3 separate regions of the Sus scrofa genome follow, and all the other regions are linked to region 1. Evidence: chromatin contacts called from public Hi-C data. All regions are on one chromosome and are shown on one strand. The core of a region is the stretch at or near the end of the contact, and the rest is flanking DNA. Distances in the headings are between cores, read along the strand shown.

Region 1 (4,209 bases), core at 1,069-3,568:
CCTCTCTTCTTAGCCTCTTGGCCTTTCCCTCCTACGGCGTTTTCTCAGCCTTCCTCCTTGAACCCATCAGTCCCTTATACTCACCTCTTTGGCCCCTGGAGGGGGCTGCTCACCCCCTCTCAGCTGAAACAGGAAGTTGTGTTCCTCCAGGGCACTAAGCGGGCAGGGGAAGCAGCCAGAGGTACCAGGGAGCCGGCAGAAGGAGCCCATGGAGACTTCCCCAGATTGGTGACTAGTTCAGAAGAAAGGGGTCAGAGCTCGATCTGTCCACGCCAGGGCTCTCCGCCCTGCCCCATCCCCACCACCTCGTGGCCCTGCCCCTTCCAGGACCTCACCAGACATTGTCCACCAGCAGCACAGAGCCATCGGGCATGACAGGTAGATAACTGGCATTGAAGTTTGGGAGAATGCGGATATCCCAGATGGAAATTTCCTCCTGGGAGGAGCTGTTCAGCACTGTAGAAGGCAACCAGCTCGGCTCAGAGGGCCTGGACCCATTGGACCCCACCTTTTCCTCCTTAAAATGGACACCCCCCTCCACCGGCCAGAGTGACCGTTACCCAGTCGGTGCCCTGGCTGCTACCCAAGACCTGAGCCACCAATCTGCTTACCCTTGAGCACAGTCAAGTGTTTTCCAGCCACAGTGAACTGGCGGCATTTCAGAACCGGAGGGGGCAGCAGAGTCAGCAGGGTGCTCACTGCAGGAGAGGGCGGAGGCAAGGGATGGCGGACTGGGCACACCTCACCTCCATCCCACAGTTCTAATCTTCCTCTTCTCCCGGGATTGGGCACTTGGCAGTAGCTCCCCTCCACTGTCCCCCAAATTCCAGGCTCCCACATTTCCTCTCTGCACTCTCCTCCCCACCTTGGGCCTTGAAAGCGCTCTGCTCGCCCCGGAAGGTCTCCCCAGGAGATCGGGTCTGCAGCAGGCGCAGGTAGCCTTGATCTCTGACCTCTGGTGCCTCAACCTCCCGCTTCCACACGGTCACTACAATCTGAGCACAGGGGACACAGGACCACAGTCGAGAGGAGAGACACAGGCCAGTTGTCTGAAATAAGGAAACAGCTCTACCCCTTGCCAGTATTACCTTGGCCTTAGGTGTCCCTGGGGGCAGTCTGTCCAGTGAAACGGTGAGTGGGAAGATGACCTCATCTGTGGACACAATTGGTTCCTCCACAGGCAGCTGGGTGGTGAAAGAGGTGAAGAGGTCAGGAGAGTCAGAGGCAGCCCGCGGCGCCAGCGTCCCCTTTAAGATCTGCCCGGTACGTGGTTCTTGCCCTCCCCTCTCCTCATCCGTCATTCTCTTCCCGCTACGGGCTTCCCTCTCCCCTCCGGGTCTTTGGAGCCCAGCACACCGCCCCTCCACCCTCTGCCGTGTCACCCCGAGCTCCTCACCGTGGTCGCTCCCCCTGAGGTAGCAGGGCCCGGGCCATGGGTGAGGAGGGGGCTGCAGCCTCGAAACACCCCCCCACCGCCGGGATCCCCGCCCCCCGGGGGTTCGGGATCCTGATCTCCGGAGCCGCCGCCCCCAGGAGCCCCGCCTCCGGCGCTGACTGAGGCCAGGGCGGCCAGGGCGGTCGCCAGTTCTGCCCAGGCCCCTCGCGAGCCCAAGCCCGGGCCGCCCCCAGCGCCGGACCCCGCGCCGCCCCGGCAGCGCAGCACCAGCAGGAAGCGGACAGTCTCCCCCAGGTAGAGGTGGTTGCGCCGGGGCAGCGCCCGGTACCGGCCCGGGTCGCCAGCCAGCTCGGCGCGGGGCGGCAGCGGCACGGCGGGGAAGTACATCGAGTAGTCGCACTGGGACTCCATGGGCTGCGAGGACAGCGCGGGCCAGGGGCGAGGTGGGGCCGGAGGAGGCCGAGGGGGCCGACGGGGTGGGCCCGGGGAGCCCCGACCCCCGACGGGTGCTGCGCGCGGCCGGGCCGGCCCGAGAAACCGACCGGGACCGGGAACCGGGACAACGAACCCGGAACCGACACCCCGCGGGGGCCGGAACCGGGGTGCAGGGCCGAATGACTGGCGAGAAACCGGAAGCGGAAGGGAAGGGGCGTGGCCTCCGAGGCCCCGGAATTTGTGGGTGACCGGACCGTGAAGGAGAGGGGCGGGGTGCGGCTGGGGTTAGGCTGCGGGAGGAAGGGTTTAGGAGATACTGCAAACAGACTTCTTAAAGAAGAACTGCTAGGAGTTCCCTTTGTGGCTCAGGAGAAACAAACCCGACTATATCCATGAGGATGCGGTTTTCATCCCTGGGCCCGCTCAGTGGGTTAAGGATGTGGCTTTGCCAGCTGCGGTGTATTGGGATCTGGCATTGCTGTGGCTGTGGTGTAGGCCGGCAGCTGCAGCTCCAATTCGACCCCTAGCCGGGGAACTTCCACATGTTGTACCTGCGGCCCTAACCCCCCCCCCCAAAATGTTAAAAGAACCCCCTCCTATCCCGTTTCTCTTAGGAAGATGCTCCATCCCCTTCCCTTTCCACCCTACATAGAGCAGGTCGAAGTTCCAAATTATTTATTCATTCAACAAACATTTCATGGTGAAATGAGCATAGCCCAGTAACAAATATTTCATATAGAAATGGACTCATTATTCCAGTCCTTTGGGTTCCAAGCTTTCTCTGACATACTCCAAGGTTTGCTCCTCCAGGGCACCTCTGAGAGTGCTACTTGGAACTGCAGTGTGTGGGGGTCGTGCTGGAAAGAGGAAGGGGCCGAAAGGGGGAGGGAGGAGGTTACTGGTAGGACTGGGATTCCTCTGCACAGGCAGTAGGTCATGGAGACCAGTCCATGCAAAGTTCCACTGGTCCTCTAGGGAGCAGATATGCTTTCTGAGGGAAACAGGGCATTTGACTGCCCCACACTCATCACATGTGCCCTGTGGCTTGGCGGCTCTTCAGCTTAAGATGTAGTGGTCTGATGCCTAGGGAGAGGATAGCCTTGAATTTTTAAGGGGCAGAGAGACTGTTGGGGGAAACTGCTTGGCATCCAGCTTGTCCTTGTACTGTAGCTCAGGGGTAGCCAGGCGCTCACACTCTTCCTGGTCCTGGAGGCTCAGTCCACTCCGAAGCACGTAGCCCAGAACCTTTCCTGACCCAAACTGGAAAGGGCGGAACCGCCGGTCTGTGATGTATTTGGGGTCTAAAGCCTCACCCCCCACAAGACAATGTTTAGCCAGGGCCTCTCGGCGAGCCCGGAGCTCCGCCACAGCACTGTCCAGCCGGCTCTGGCCGTATTGCTTTATCCGTTCCCACAGACTGTGGTTGAAGTGGACATAGAGAGCCCAGTCTAGATTGTTCCAGGCCCGGGCCCGTGCAGTCAGCTGCCTGTCCTCAGCAGTCAGCCCATCGTCACTGACAGCACTTCCACTCTGCCTGCCTCCAGCCTGGGCGTTGTGCATGAAGCCCACCACGTCATCTAGCCCCCAGCACAGGGCATCTGCCAACAGGACCAGTGACTCATCGAAGTACTCAGCCACCAAGACCAAGTCAAAGACAGAGTCCAGCCAGGCCAGACTCCACTGGATGAAGGATGAAGATCCCAAATCTGAAGAAGCAGGGCTGGATGTCCTACTGTGACCGTCAGCAAGGGTGGGAACAGGATGGAAGAGAGCGTTAGGATCCAGGGTGTGGGCTGGAGGGCCAGCACCAGAAGGCAAGACACGCAGCTGTGGGGCCTTGGGGTCTCTGGGGGGGCGAGGATTCCCTCTTTTGGTCCTCATCTCTGGAGGGAAGGGGAGGCCAAAGTCAAACCATAGCAAGTTGCGCGCATAGTGGTCTCCACGGGCCCCTGGCCGGTAGAAGGCTCGAGGATTGGCCAGGAAGGCAGCCAAGGAGGGTGCTTTGCGGAAAGCCGATGAGGTGGATTTATAGTAGGAGAAGGCAGAGCGGGTCAGAGCTGCTGGGTCTCGAACAATGGAAAAGAAGAAGCTGTCAGAAGGCATGACCTGAAGTACCTGCAGAGGAGAGAAAACAGACTTAGGGAGAGAGAACTAGGCCAGGAACAAACTAAGAGCAAACCCAGTGCCTGCTGAACCCCCAGCCTCTTCCAGCCTCCTTCTGACAGCTCTGCTGGGAACCTCTCAGCTTCCTTCACTAGCTGCACAGATCTTGGGTAAGGCACTTGACATCTCTGAGACTCAGTTTGCTCATCTGCAAAAGGGGAGCCATCCTACCTTCCTTGCAGAGGTATGCGATTGCAGAGATTACATGAGGTAAG
Region 2 (4,228 bases), core at 1,241-3,740, 310 kb after region 1:
AATAGTAGGGTTCTAAACTACAATGGGAACTTCCGCCACATCACTTTCTATCTGGACTGCTGAACTCACTTCTTTTTTTTTTTTGGTTTTTTTTTTTTGTCTTTTTGCTATTTCTTGGGCCGCTCCCGTGGCATATGGAGGATCCCAGGCTAGGGAGTCTATTTGGAGCTGTAGCCACCGGCCTACACCACAGCCACAGCCACAACCACACCAGATCTGAGCTGCGTCTGCGACCTACACCACAGCTCATGGCAACACAGGATCCTTAACCCACTGAGAGAGGCCAGGGATTGAACCCGCAACCTCATGGTTCCTAGTCAGATTCGTTTCCGCTGCGCCACGATGAGAACTTCTGAACTCACTTAATTGCCCTAGTTCCAACTGTCCCCATTATAACTATTTCCCCTCTATACACAGAATGATTTTTTTCAAAACTGAAAATTAGATCCTATCTTGCCCCTGATATAGTCCTTCCAATGGCTTCTGTGGCAGATACTGTGCTTTTATCCTATTGCCTTTCTCCCTTTTACTTTGGTAATTGGACCTCTGAAGTTTAGATGAGCACATAGAAGCCCAAAATAAAGGAGACATTTTCCAGAGTCCCTCCTTGCACTTAGGTGTGGACATGTGACTGAGTTCTGTCCAGGGAGAGCCAGTGAGGTTGTATGCATGTCCTTAAAAGGAGCAGGCTCTTTCCTGCTGCTGTAACACACATGATGGCTGAAGCTGGAATAGAGGGGAGCATGGGAGTGGAGGTAATGCAGTGGGGAGCAAAACGATCGGAGTGTGGTCCCCCACACAGTGGAGCAACCCGCCAGCCCTGGAACACTTACCTGGACTTTTCCATGAGAGAGAAAAAACTTCATCTAAGGCCCAATTATTTGAGGTATTCTGTCATCGACAGACTTCTTTTTTTCTTTTTTTTTAAGGCCACATCCGTGGCATATGGAAATTCCCCAGGATAAGGGTAGAATCGGAGCTACAGTTGCCGACCATAGCCAGGGCCACAGCCACGCCAGATCCAAGCCTCATCTGCAACCTACACCACAGCTCACAGCAATGCCAGATCCTTAACCCACTTAGTGAGGCCACGGTCAAACCTGCATCCTCACACATTCTTAACCCGCTTAACCTGTCGGGTTCTTAACCCGCTGAGCCAGGAGGACTCCAAGGGACCTAATTCTAACTAATACAGCGTCCCATCACACTTAGAAGAAAATCCAAATCCTTACCAAAGTCTGGAAGGTTCTACATGATCAGTTTCCACTTCAGTATAATCCACCCCCACCACCCCCACTCTCCCCTCACTCACCACACTCCAGTCACTCTGCTTTCCTTTCTCTGCGTCCACACACCAGGCTTCTTCATGCTTTAAGGCCTCCACAGGTGCTGTTTCTCCTGCCTGGGTTGCTCCTTCTCAAATCTCCTCACAGCTGACTCCTCTTTAGTTACTCAGGTCTTACCTTAAATATCACAGCTTCTGAGATGGTTCCCTGACTGGTCTGAAATACCCAAGTCATCACTTTTAGGATACCTTATTTTGATTCTCTGCCTAGAACTAATCACCTGCTGCTGATTCTCTGATTTATTGTCTGCCTCCCCGACTAGAATGTAAGCTCCATGAGGATAGGAATTTTGACTGGTTGGTGCACTGCTATACTCCCCGCATCTACAGCTGTGCCTGAAACCAAGTGTTTGTCAAATGAATGGTCAAATACTGTTCCACGGATACTGTGATGGTTAAAAGCAGAGTTTCTTTCTTTTTTTTTTTTTTTTTTTTTTTGTCTTTTAGGGCTGCACCCGTTGCATAGGAAGGTTCCCAGGCTAGGGGTCCAATTGGAACTGTAGCTGCCAGACTACGCCAGAGCCACAGCAACGCAGTTACAAACAGCATCTGCACCCTACACCACAGATCACGGCAATGCCGGATCCTTAACCCACTAAGCGAGGCCAGGGGATCTAACCCGCGTCCTCGTGAAAGCTAGTAGGGTTCGCGAACCGCTGAGCCACCACGGGAACTCCAAAAGCAGAGTTTCTGAAGTCAAATGACCTAAATCAGAAACCTGGCTGGGCCACGAAAGTTGCATGACCTACAGCAAGTTGTATACCTAAAGCTCTCTGTACAATGAGATTTCCTACGGCACAGGGTAGGAGTAAATACAGAAGCGTATAGAAAGCACTCTTTCCCCTTCTCCCTTCCTTCCTCTGAGAGCCCCCTACCCTGGGCGCCTCATACAGCCACTTCCCTTCGACTTTGAGTTCCTCTCAGCACAGTCTAGCTGAGACTAGGCCTTTGAAATTTAGCGGGAAATAACACCTGGCAGGAGGACCAGAGCTGCGCACGCGCGGGACACCCACTCTTTCTCGCGCGCTATCTTTGCGGCCTCGACAGCCAGTAGAGTCAGCGTGGAGGCCGAGTTCCGAGGACTCACCAATCGAGTGTGGGAGGCGGGCCGCCCTGGAGGCAGTGGCGAGAGGGGGCGGGGACAAGGAGAGAGCACGCACGGTGCTCGCGGCCAGGGTCTCTGCAGGCCAATCCGAGGGGCCTGAGGTCTGAAGGCAGTGGGGCGTGGCGTTGGCGGCTCCCTCAATTCTAGACCGTCCAATGTCGCGCCAATCAGAGTGAGGAGGCGGAGGAGACTAGCCAATCAGCGTGCAGGACAGGCGAAGCAGGGGGTTGAGGAGTCTCGCGCGGATGCCGCCGGCTCCCTAGCTTCTGTCAGGGGAGCCGGGCGTGCAGAGGCGGCAGAGGAGGCGGGAAGGCGGCAGTGGTTGAAGGGGCGATTGCTGACTTGCCGGGAGGAGGTCTGCGGGATTGAGCGGCCATGGTGATGGCGGCGAAGAAGGGCCCAGGACCAGGTGGCGGGGTCGGCGGGGGAAAGGCGGAGGCAGAGGCGGCCTCCGAGGTGTGGTGTCGTCGGGTGCGGGAGCTGGGAGGCTGCAGCCAGGCCGGGAACCGCCACTGCTTCGAGTGCGCCCAGCGCGGGGTCACCTACGTGGATATCACTGTGGGCAGCTTCGTCTGTACCACCTGCTCCGGCCTCCTGTGAGTGGAACGACACGGGGGGAGGACAGGGAAGAAGCAGCGGAGTGTTGGCGTTGGGGACAGTGGGACCCCGGGCAGAGGGACAGAGCTGAGGTTGGGGGCGGCGGGGAGGCCTGGGACGCGCGGGATGTGCAGAGAGGGTCGTCTGCTGCAGAATTGTCATGGGAAAGGGAGAGGATCAGAGGAGACAAGACACGCTTGGAGTCGCGTTGCAGGGGAAAGGAAGGAAATGAGAGAACTGGAGAAACTCCCTAAAGGAGGCGACAATTGAAGGATTCTGGGGGTGAGGGGGTTAGAGATTTTAAAAGCTGGAAGATGACAAAAACACCTTGAAAGGGAACTTCGTGTAGGTGGAGGGCAAGCAAGAAAGCAATAGAGCAAGCTAGGCTCAGAATGAAGGGGTACCTTTCTTCCCTCTGGCTTGTGCCCATCCTGGAGTGTGGGACGGAGAAAACGATTTAAAATAGGTAAGTTAACCCACCTCGACAAGAAGAGATAATGGCAGGTACAGAGCCCTGTTCCAATGTTCAGGAGAAGATTCTAATCTTTGGAATGCTACCCAGAGGGAAATTTCTTACAAATCTAAGAGATGCTGGTGGATTGCCCTGTTAGAGAACTTAACTTTTCCAAAGGTTTGGGGTTCTGGGTGAGCCATCCTTAAGTGTAATAATTTACACTTTTAAGCTCCTTGTTGCCATGCCTTGCTCCTGGTAGTAGCATCTGGCAGCTCTTCCTAGATTTGAGGGGGCTTTGTTGTATAATCTGCAATGCTACCCTAGAGGTTGGCACTCTGTTTGGTCATGCCTGAGCTAATTTAGAGCCATGGTTCCAGCCCAGATTTCTGGTTACATAGTAAGGTTCTTCTTACCCCTTAGGGAATTATCTGGTTAGATGCATGACTAACATGTGATACCAAGCCTGTCTATTTTTTATAAGTTTATCAAGGGATTTATTTTGACTTTTTAGTATGAATACATTGGTTGGTTGATTTCATTTTTAACTAGGAGTGCATCCCTTGTTTCTTCTCACACCTTTAGGAGCCGAAGAGGGAGCAGCATTGTTCTTGCGTGACAGATGGGAGAACAGAACCAAAGAGAGGTTTAGTAACTTATTCAGTGCCAGATGGGGGTTGCTGTTTTCAGCCTTTGTTGTTTGATATTAGCTCTGATCATGGCAGAACAG
Region 3 (3,955 bases), core at 107-2,606, 450 kb after region 1:
GATGAGAAAACTCAAGCGAAGAACAGTCAAGGACCCCAGTGCAGCTCTAACTCAGTTTCCAGTGGAACTCCACCAAAGCTAAAGCAACCTGGGCCGAGAACCCCTCCCCACTGGCCTTAGGGAGCCTCCAATCCCTCTGTGCTGCCCTGCCCTTCCCGCCAGGGGGCGCAGGTCCCTGCTCCTGGGTGGCGGGCAGAAGCCAAAGAGCTGGTGGATGACGACTGAGGAGTGCTAGTGGGTCTGCGAGCCACAGGGAAGCTGTAAAGGCTAGCCCCACGGCTCACAACTCGCGTCCCCAGGCGCTGGCCTGGAGGTCACCCTGGTCAGAGAAAGGGGAGAAGAACGGGTCCCCGTAAACTGCAGAGGAGTCCCCGAGCCAAAGAACTTGTCCTCCGCCAAGGGCCGGGCCTTGCTTGCCCCCATCTTCGGGCAGCCGGAATCTTGGACGGGAGGTCAGTTCTGCCACACCTCCTCTGACCCGAGGAACTGCGATGGACCCGGGAGTCCAGACTTCTCTTTAGGCCATTCGCGATCAAGATCAGTGGAATTCGCCGTCCTCCCTCACACCTTTGGAAGACCCTTACCCCTAAATCCTCCACGCCCCTAGAAAACCTCCTCTCTTTTCTCCCCTTCATGACTCCTCCGGGAACCGAGTACTGGGTGGGATTGGCCCAGGGAAGCTAACCTTTCTCTTTCCAGATCCTCCCCGGCTTCGACTTGGTATACGCCCCCTGCCTCTGCAGCTTACAAGTGGTAGATCCCATCACCCCCGGAAGCCTCGCGTTACTCAAACACATCGCGCGGTTTTGCGAGCAACTCAGGAAAGGGGCGGGGAGAACGGATGCCGGGAAGGCGATTCGCGGATCGCCCGGGCCTGGCCACGGGGTATGGGCGCGCCTGCGCACTCGGGGGCCTTTTCAGGAGCCTGGTACTAAGGGCGCCCGTGTTTCGGCGTTCCTGCGGCGAGTCCCTTCCCTTCTCTTCCCTTTTTGGGGCCTGGGAGTTGCGGGCAGCTCCTTCCCTTCAGACTGGTCGGCGCAACGCTCGAGTGGCCTGGCAGGGGAGCGGGCTGCGTGCGCGCTGAGGGCACTGTGGAGCGAAGAAGGTAGGCGTGGGAATAGCTGGGGCGGTGGAGGGGCCTGAGATTGGGAGCGATGTGATGGATGAATGGGAACCGGAGGTGGGGGAGATGCTTGAGCTTGAGGTAAGTGGGAAGGGACTGAGACTTGAAGCGACGAGGGGCGTCGAGTGCGACCCCTCTTGGCTGCACCGTTTGGGCGGGAAACGGGGTAGGAAACGAAACCTGGTCTCTCCTCACCCATGGCTGATCTTTCTCCCACACCAGGGCACACTGCATGGCTGAAAACCGAGAACCCCGCGGGGCCGTCGAGGCCGAGCTGGACCCGGTGGAATACACCCTGCGGAAGCGGCTTCCCCACCGCCTGCCCCGGAGGCCCAATGACATTTATGTCAACATGAAGACTGACTTTAAGGCCCAGTTGGCCCGCTGCCAGAAGCTGCTGGACGGAGGGGTAAGGGGTCAGAATGCATGCACTGAGATCTACATTCATGGCTTGGGCCTGGCCATCAACCGCGCCATCAACATTGCCCTGCAGCTGCAGGCTGGCAGCTTCGGGTCCTTGCAGGTAGCTGCCAATACCTCCACCGTGGAGCTTGTCGATGAGCTGGAACCAGAGACTGATACACGAGAGCCACTGACGCGTATCCGCAACAACTCAGCCATCCACATCCGTGTCTTCAGGGTCACACCTAAGTAAAGGAGATGAGGCCGGCCCACCTTATCCACCCATCCCATACAGCTTGGCTCAGAAGTGGCTTTTGTACTGAGTACATGAACCTCCTACCAGGACCATGTAGGATAAAGCCTATCCCCTCACCATCCAGAGGACTCTGAATTGAGAGGGTGAATATTGTCTTTTGTTGGGCTCAAGCCGTGAGTCTTCCTGAATCTTTGTGGTCTGTAACCATTGTCCTATACAATAAAAAGCATCAAGTTGTGTTAGTGCCTGGCCACCCAACTGCACCACCTCTCTGCTGTGTAAATTCAGTGTGTACCTGGAAAGGAGAGTAGGAGTAAAATTTTACAAGGACGTAGGTACAAGAGGGGAAACAGTGTTTCCTGCCTTCACAGAAAGAGCATAAATTGTACCACAGACACTGCAGCATAAAACAAACTTTAGCACAAAACAGAAGTCTGAAAATCCTGATGTTTGCTTTCAAATATTTCATTCTCTCAGGAGCTCCCACTGTGGTGCAGTGGGATTGGGAGTGCTGGGATGCGGGTTGGATCGCCATCCCCACACACTGGGCTAAGGATCTGATCCTGAGCCCAGGAGCTCTATATGCCTCAGGGCAGCCAAAAAAAAATTTTTTTTTCATCCTCTCAGAAGAAGGCAGGGTGGATAATGTGTATATTCTTGCCAGCTGGGGTGTAAAGCATCAGGCACTACTCTGGTGCTGGTTACCAGGCACAGGAAAGGTGAGGGTATAAGGATGATGGACGCAAAGACAGGCCCCTCCTTTGTAAAAGGCTGTTAAGGCTGTCGTGGGAACCGACAAACTGACAGCTACATTCGATTCCTGGTGGCGGGGGGCAAATTGTTCTAAACAGCTATTCAGACCCCTCTGGCTAGGCTATTCTAAGAGGGAAAGGAAAGCCTTTCCTCTGAATTACTGGGCATACAGGCCATAAGTACTTTTTTGTTTGGATATTTGTAGGAGGATCTGATTTCTCATGTTTATCAAACGAGTCATCTAAAGCAATGTTATCCAAGTGGGTGGTGACCGTTTGTGAGGTTTAAAATCAATTCACTGGGTCATAGCCTTTTAAAAAGCAAGTAAAAAAGAAAAAGTGCAGCTTCAATGGTAATATCTTGTTGACACTGTTTCAGTTGTAGATGTGTATATAGACACATGTACTAGTTATGACATAAATCTTACTGTTGGTTGAGGTCACAAGAGTTTGAAAGCCTTTGATCTAAAGGTTAATAACAGAATTTGCCTCTAGTTTGCCTGAAGGCAGTTTGGTTAGGGGTTCTGAAAATCAGCCTTTCCGTTTATCAGAATCTCACCCCCCAGCTTGAGTATTACTGTTGATGAGGGACTTTGATGCTGTACAGGTGACTATCAGCAACTCAGGAAAGGACAGAAGGACTAGTGCTTCTTTCTAACTACTACACACATGCTGAGTACCTGTTGTAAGCGAAGGCCTGGGCTGGGCCCTGCAGATACAAAGATGAGCATAAAATGGCCCCTGCCTTCAAGGAGTCCACTATTTGCCTGGGAAGGTGGGTATATTAGTTACTGTGAGATGACTAAGATGGGTTATGTAAGAAGAGTAGCCCTGATGTAGAAAAGTGAAGAACAAAATGGCTAACTTCCTGGTGGGGTCTGAGATGGCTTCACCTTTGACCTGGGTTTTAAAGGATGCATAGGAGTTTGTTAGGCAGAAAAGAGGGGAGAGGAAATACCTAGCAGAGGGAGCAGCATGCACAAAGGGGAGTCATGAATATCACTGTTCCGGCACTGGAGGGTCACTCAGCGGCTAGAAAGCAGGAAACAGTGGGGAGGCTTGAGAGATAGAGTGCTGGAGACCATTTTGATCAAGTCTCCCTGATTCCCCCCACACCCCAGTTTCCCTGTCAGCCTTGACTGCAAGGCTCCAGTATCAGAGAGGGAAGCCAGCAGGAAGCTGGAGGGAACTATGTGTCTCACTGCACGTATGTGCTCTTATGTCCGTGTTTCTGGCCTGGGCCCAGCCGAGGTGGTGGCAGCAGCCCTTTTGCATTCGGTTTGTTTTGGCAGCTACGTCTCCCAGCTTATTTGTTTGTTATTTCTACTCCATGTTCTCTCACTGCTTGCCAGTGGGGCTTCCCTCAGTGGCAGGTCTGTGTAAACAGCCCCTAGGCACTGCCACTGAAGATAGAGGGGGAGT

The links. Hi-C and Micro-C count contacts between places; a contact is called where the count stands out from the background.
Region 2: a Hi-C map of embryonic fibroblasts shows a contact between it and region 1, with 2.1 times the contacts expected there. The contact joins the promoter of AGFG2 here to the promoter of C3H7orf43 in region 1. A contact is called at or near these places in 3 of 47 Hi-C or Micro-C datasets (embryonic fibroblasts, epiblast stem cells and subcutaneous adipose tissue) and 1 of 2 datasets of contacts at active chromatin or transcription factors (alveolar macrophages).
Region 3: a contact with region 1 is called in a Hi-C map of retroperitoneal adipose tissue, with 1.6 times the contacts expected there. The contact joins the promoter of LOC110260076 here to the promoter of C3H7orf43 in region 1.

The regions. Positions count from the first base shown.
Region 1 is chr3:8,160,420-8,164,628 of Sscrofa11.1, forward strand. It overlaps C3H7orf43, which reads right to left and starts at 2,319. Exons shown (of 10, transcript XM_013995411.2): 1 at 1,397-2,319; 2 at 1,089-1,184; 3 at 866-995; 4 at 612-698; 5 at 336-456; 6 at 85-232. The coding sequence starts at 1,807. LAMTOR4 (ragulator complex protein LAMTOR4) reads left to right here. Exons shown (of 8, transcript XM_013995418.2): 5 at 1,181-1,263. GAL3ST4 (galactose-3-O-sulfotransferase 4) reads right to left here. Exons shown (of 5, transcript XM_013995412.2): 5 at 2,490-3,946. The coding sequence ends at 2,915.
Region 2 is chr3:8,465,559-8,469,786 of Sscrofa11.1, forward strand. AGFG2 (arf-GAP domain and FG repeat-containing protein 2) reads left to right here and starts at 2,491. Exons shown (of 13, transcript XM_005661910.3): 1 at 2,491-3,046. The coding sequence starts at 2,826.
Region 3 is chr3:8,607,348-8,611,302 of Sscrofa11.1, forward strand. LOC110260076 (branchpoint-bridging protein-like) reads right to left here and starts at 1,357. Exons shown (of 3, transcript XM_021087974.1): 1 at 1,319-1,357. The coding sequence starts at 1,357. POP7 (ribonuclease P protein subunit p20) reads left to right here and starts at 184. Exons shown (of 3, transcript XM_013995472.2): 1 at 184-452; 2 at 700-1,105; 3 at 1,346-2,044. The coding sequence starts at 1,356. The coding sequence ends at 1,778.